2 separate regions of the Columba livia genome follow, and region 2 is linked to region 1. The links are chromatin contacts, called in public Hi-C maps. All regions are on one chromosome and are shown on one strand. The core of a region is the stretch at or near the end of the contact, and the rest is flanking DNA. Distances in the headings are between cores, read along the strand shown. Region 1 holds the start of HIC2 (HIC ZBTB transcriptional repressor 2). Region 2 overlaps HIC2 (HIC ZBTB transcriptional repressor 2).

What was found. Hi-C and Micro-C count contacts between places; a contact is called where the count stands out from the background.
Region 2: a contact with region 1 is called in a Hi-C map of liver, with 1.6 times the contacts expected there. The contact joins the enhancer-like site here to the promoter of HIC2 in region 1. A contact is called at or near these places in 2 of 2 Hi-C or Micro-C datasets (crop and liver).

What each region holds. Positions count from the first base shown.
Region 1 is chr17:8,360,577-8,363,276 of bColLiv1.pat.W.v2, reverse strand. HIC2 (HIC ZBTB transcriptional repressor 2) reads right to left here and starts at 1,369. Exons shown (of 3, transcript XM_065033103.1): 1 at 995-1,369. All of the region lies in intron 4 of LOC135575619 (a long non-coding RNA gene), which reads left to right.
Region 2 is chr17:8,411,906-8,414,605 of bColLiv1.pat.W.v2, reverse strand. The region is part of intron 1 of HIC2 (HIC ZBTB transcriptional repressor 2); the gene reads right to left. The region is part of intron 3 of LOC135575619 (a long non-coding RNA gene); the gene reads left to right. Among named protein-coding and RNA genes, the nearest start is that of HIC2, 51 kb to the right of the region's middle. Within about 2 kb of position 1,280, at least 1 of the 3 cell types and tissues checked has an H3K27ac peak away from gene starts, as active enhancers do.

The DNA of each region.
Region 1 (2,700 bases), core at 120-2,619:
GTGCCGTAACAAAAGCCAGAGACCCGCAGCGACGGGCAGGGCGAGAGGAGCCGGCGGGTCCTTCCCTCCGCGATCCCGAACGGCCGAGGGGAGCGGCGGGGAAGGGGGGAGCCGGGGCAAAAGTTCATCGCGGTCCCGGTAGGGCAGGGGGTGCCCGGTGGGGCAGAGGCCGGCGCTGGGGCTGGGGGATGCCGGCCTGGCTCGTCGCCTTGCAGCCCCGCGGATGGACTGCGGGGGGGAAGGAGGCAATGCGAGTCCCGGGAGCCCCTTCCCTGCCCTCTCCTCCACAATGCGGCCGGATCCCCGGCACAAACACGCCCCCCGGCACCCCAAGGCTCCGCTCCCTCCTTTCGGGGAAAGAAAAATAAAATACGGCTCAGTTGCAGTGGCCAAGTGGGTATGGGGAGAAGGCTGCAGCTCCGGGGCTGCTTGCCCGCCCCGCCGGTCACCCCCACGCCGGCCCCGGCGGGCAGCAGCTGCGGCCCCCCGGCCCGAGCCCACCGCCGCCGGGGAAGGGGCAGCGCACACCCGTGCGCACACACACACACACAAATGGCACGGGAAGAGGGGGAAAGTTTCCAGCCGCTTTAACCAAATAGCCAACATTTGCAACCCCCAGACAGGCGCGGTGGCGAATACACCGTATGCTCGCCCCGGCCCCCAAAGCAACGGGGCAGCGCGCCGGGCGGGCGAGGGGAGGGGGCCCGGGGCATGGAGACAGGGGGCAAGGGGGACAAGAAAATGATCTGTATTTTTTTCAATGGAACTACCGCTGGTGCCGGGCACGGCTGCTTCAGGGCAGGGAACAAGGGGACACCCCCGCCACCCCGGCCACTCTCCCGGGTGGACCCATGCAGATGGGCAAATAACCGGGGTTGCAAATAAAGAGCGGGGGAGCGGGGCTGGGCTGCACCCGGAGCCCGGCAGCGCCCGCCCGGCCGCCCGAGCGGGACGCGCGGCCCCGCGCCCCCGCCCGCGCCCCGCTCCGCGTTACCTTCTTATTGCATCTGGAGCAGCAGCTTTTCTTCCCCTTCCCCTCTCCTCCTCCTCCTCCTCTCCCTCTCCTGTCCTCTCGGTTTATACCAGCCTGTTCCTCATCTCACAGCCTTCCTCCCAGCGCCATCTTGCAAGCTTGTGACGTTGGGAGCCGCTCACCCCTGACCCACATTTGAATAGAAGCCAAAATGAAAAAAAGAAGAGGAGAGAGAGAGGGAGAGAGGAGAGAAAGAGGGGGAAGAAGAAAGCGGAACAAGGAGAGGCAGGGAAAGCTGCAGCTAAGCAAGTGCTGTGCCAGTGTGGAACAGCATCGGCTCCCGCTCCCTTGCCAGCTACTTTAGTAATAAGCAATTTCCTGCTTTTGCAATAAATGTTGCCGCGGCGGGGCTGGGAGAGGGACGGAGAGCTGGGTAATTCCCAGCGGGGGACCAGGGCTTCCCCCAGCCCGAACCGCCCCCCCTTCCCTGCCACCCACACCCCGAAACCCAGCCCGACCACTGCCCCCCGGCAGCCCGAATGCTGCTGCTCCCTCACAGGTTTTGAGCAATGAAAAAGGCATTTATTAAGATTATTTCTCCCATCACTGATGAGGTCTCAAGTGTTTGTTAAGGGGAATTATATAGATTATAGCTTGTTCATGTATTGGAAGCTGAAATGAGCTTTATACACAAATGAAAAAAAAATTCTCATCTATAACACCATTTGCATATTAGCTTTTTATCACTCCTGTCTGTTTGTTAAGGACTGACAGTGCGTTTTGCACCATCCAAGACATAGACGAAGACACGGCCTTTACACCCATAGAATCCATAGAAATCTGAAGTTTTGTTTTGTGCTTTTTTTTGGTATTTATTGATAGGAATTATATCGAGGGGAAAAGTTATTTGTGTTTTGCATCTCTGGTCCTGCAAAGACTTTCATGCATGCTTAACTTTAAGCACATCAGTAATCACACTGAGCAAGCAGGGGCTATTCAGATGCTTACACTAAGCATGTACACAGCCTGCAAGCTCAAACTATTATTTTGTAAAATGTTAAGTGAACTGATATTACCTTCATTTTACTGACCATTGCCACAAAGTACAACTCTGCAGAAATCTAAATTATACCTTTGTAGCACTTTCGTCCTTCAGTAGCTAATTAATCTGTAATAACAGGAGTAATGCATATAAACATCTTCATTGTGATCATGCACAGGAGTTCTTCCACTTTCCCATGTAGGAATCACTGCATGAGCTGCAAATGTGAGATGACATTTTCTTCTGTGCCCTCAGAGCCACCCGTAACCAAAACTTTCTGTAGCCTGAGCAAGGTGATTCATTAGCAAAGCTGAGCCTACCATTTAACACATCTCTAAGAATTCCTTAGTAGCCTCAATGCCAGCAACTCTCTCTGGCGCTTCCTATGCAGGTCCCTGCAGTTCTCCTGCACCTCAGCTGGGTCCCAGCCTGAGTACTCCTTCCCTGGTAATAAAGATATTTTCTAGTTGCTCATCCAGAGTTCAAAGTTTTTGCAGGAGATGGTTTCTTCAGCTCTACCGAAGTGGCTTGAGGAGCAAATAAAGATAAGGCAAATCACAACAGCCGTATCAGAAAGGTCTGGACTGGTGGTTTGTTCACAGTACACTCAGTAAAGAGCAGAACACTTTAACAGTGGTGAGAACAGCAAACCTGACTGTCAGCACAAGACCCAGTGAAGTAGATA
Region 2 (2,700 bases), core at 31-2,530, 51 kb before region 1:
CCATCTTGGGAAAAGCATCTTGCAGCACTTAGCAGGGAGGCAAAGCACTGATGGATGCAAGGACCTGCTGACCATCGTGCATGGGCTCAGAGCTGGAAGACCACAGGGCCCTGCAGGACCCTCCTGTCTTACCTCTCCTCAACAGCACAAGCGCCTTCATTTTCCAGCAAACAATTCTTGCATTCAGGCAACAGCTTTTAGGAGAGGGAGTACACGAGTGAGAATACATGCACAAGTCATGATGAAAAGTCTAATTTATGAGGAATCTACCACATCCGTAAGTTATTAACTCGGATTTCCAGGTTTGAGCACACATCAGGTTTTTCTGCTCATCCCTATGGTAAATATCTCCAGGCATCAGGAGCAGCCGTCAGGGATGAAGGCAGTGCCAAGCTACCTGTTCTTCTGAAGTGGCACAGGTAGAACTTTTTCAGTCCACCTCTGCTTATTGACCCCTCGAGGATGGGTGATGCAGTGGGTTCAGTGAACCCAACTCATCAGTCCAGCACAAGTCAGAAGCGAAGGGAAATTCTCACATACTCTACATCCCATGCATCTGTTCATCTCACTGGCCATCTCTGTTCAAATGAATCCAGAATAAGGCCATTCCATGATACTTCATTCTCAAGCAAAAGAGCAGGACCCTGAAGTGCTGAGATCCATCTACTCCTAGAACTCTGTACACTTCTCACTACTGGCATTTCTCATTTTCCAGAGGTCTCCAGTCTATAGCCATAAAAATAAGCATTAACCGCCAGGTGAACTCTTACTCTTTAACCAACTATTTATTACACTGGGTCTTTGATTACCAGGCAAACATCTGTTGCAAATGCCACTCCATGTTCTCAGACACCAGGAGTTTGAATGTTGAACAGTCTCCCATAACCAAGTTTTAGGCATCTTTACGTTTTCTTTATTCTTTGCCAACCGCAGTGTTAGTGGCTTCCTGGCCAGTTTAGCAGCCAGGCTGCTCAGAGCACTGAACTTCGCGCATTTGTCATGAGATCTTTGAACACACACTGTCACGTCTTTCTCAAGCAACTTGAAACCAAATCACAAGAGCAGGTCTGTGTCCCCCACAGGCAAACCGAGCTGCGTTTCATAACTGTGCAGTATACAGGATGTGCACTCCCAGAATGCAGAAACAATTATTTAAGAAGTCATTTAAAGAAAAGCCCCACATTTAGTACAGGAGTGCAAGCGTTCATTTTTCTACAAACAACAGTTTCAGACTTTGGGAAAACCAGGCCCTCCTATGGGCAACCAACCTCTCCATTCCCCCAGACAGAGCTGTGTGTTCCCACAGGGAGACAGCAGCGTGTGCCTTTTCTTTGAAGACTCAAAGTCTGGATTTCTAGGTGAGGGCAAACCAAAAATAACTCGTTTCAAGTAGGAGTAGCTGAGAACAGATCTGTCCGTGAGTCTCTGTACAGGCCTCCGTCCAAATGCTCAACTCCCACTCTTGTCAGTACTTGCAAGCGTTTGATCCAACAGAGGTTCCTCACCAACCTCCAGCTATTGGTGACGTGCCTGCCTTGGGGCATAAAATCCTCGACAGCATCCCCTTAAATCAGTTGGAGAGGTTTTATGGGAGAAAATGGCAAAAATCCTACTGTCATTAAGAAGAAAATTAGTGATCTAGTGCATAGCAATGATTAACCTGGTAACTATCCTTTTTTATTGAGGAACCAGACTCACAATTAAGATGTTTTCTTAAAATAATATATAAACAGATTACTCGAATGTCTTGTACAATTTTAACCAGTGGAACTTCAGAGTTCAAATTACAAGCTGTTTCACTCTTGGACTGTCTGCTTCTAGGGTCATAATTAATTTTATTTTTCGGAAGTTACAGTAGCAAACATGTGACGAGGAGTAAAATAGGAACAACCTCTTTAGGGCTCTCTCGCAGTTGGTATCAAACACAAGAAGACAGGAAAACAGGAGGCCGGGTGCACTTATCCTCAGGGCAGCTCACACACCTTGAGGAGTGTGTAAAACACGGCAAATTCAAAATTCACTTGCCCATTTAAATTTTGGGGGAGGGCAATGGGGATGAGATAAAGGGGAAGGAAAAAAAGGACCAACTGTAACGTTAGTGACTTAATATATGAACACACAGAGTTTCCTTTATCTGTGTATCACATCACGGCAAATACAGGAAAAGCCATAGCAATGCCATGCCAGCAGCTGAATGTGCTTTGACTCATTCATTTATTCGGGTAGCATCCAGAGCAAGAGGAAGGCTGGACTGAAATCAAAGTGATTTAAAGCTACCAATTTTAACCTTGTTTTACATTTACATTCTAGTTATTTTCACAAAGGATGACCAGTGGCTGGTCACTACTAAGCCATATTGATTGACAACTAAATATAGTCTGCTCTCAATTTGGTATTGTTTTCTGCTAAGCAGAGAGCTGCACTATCTCCAGTTGAAACATTTATTCTATTTTGCAGTTGTTTATCCAGCTGACACTTTTCCTCATTTTATTAATTCAATAAATAGCCAATGACTTTTATTAGACATTTTATTTTTCTCCTTTGAATCATACTGCTTGCAAATTCAAAGTGTAACATCCGTTGAGAGTTTTCTGACTTTTTCTTAGCAAGTGTACTAAACATTTAAATCCAAACATGTTTAACATTTAAAACAAACTGTAGCTGATGTTTTAAAACTGAATTCTCATTGCCTTGTCCTTC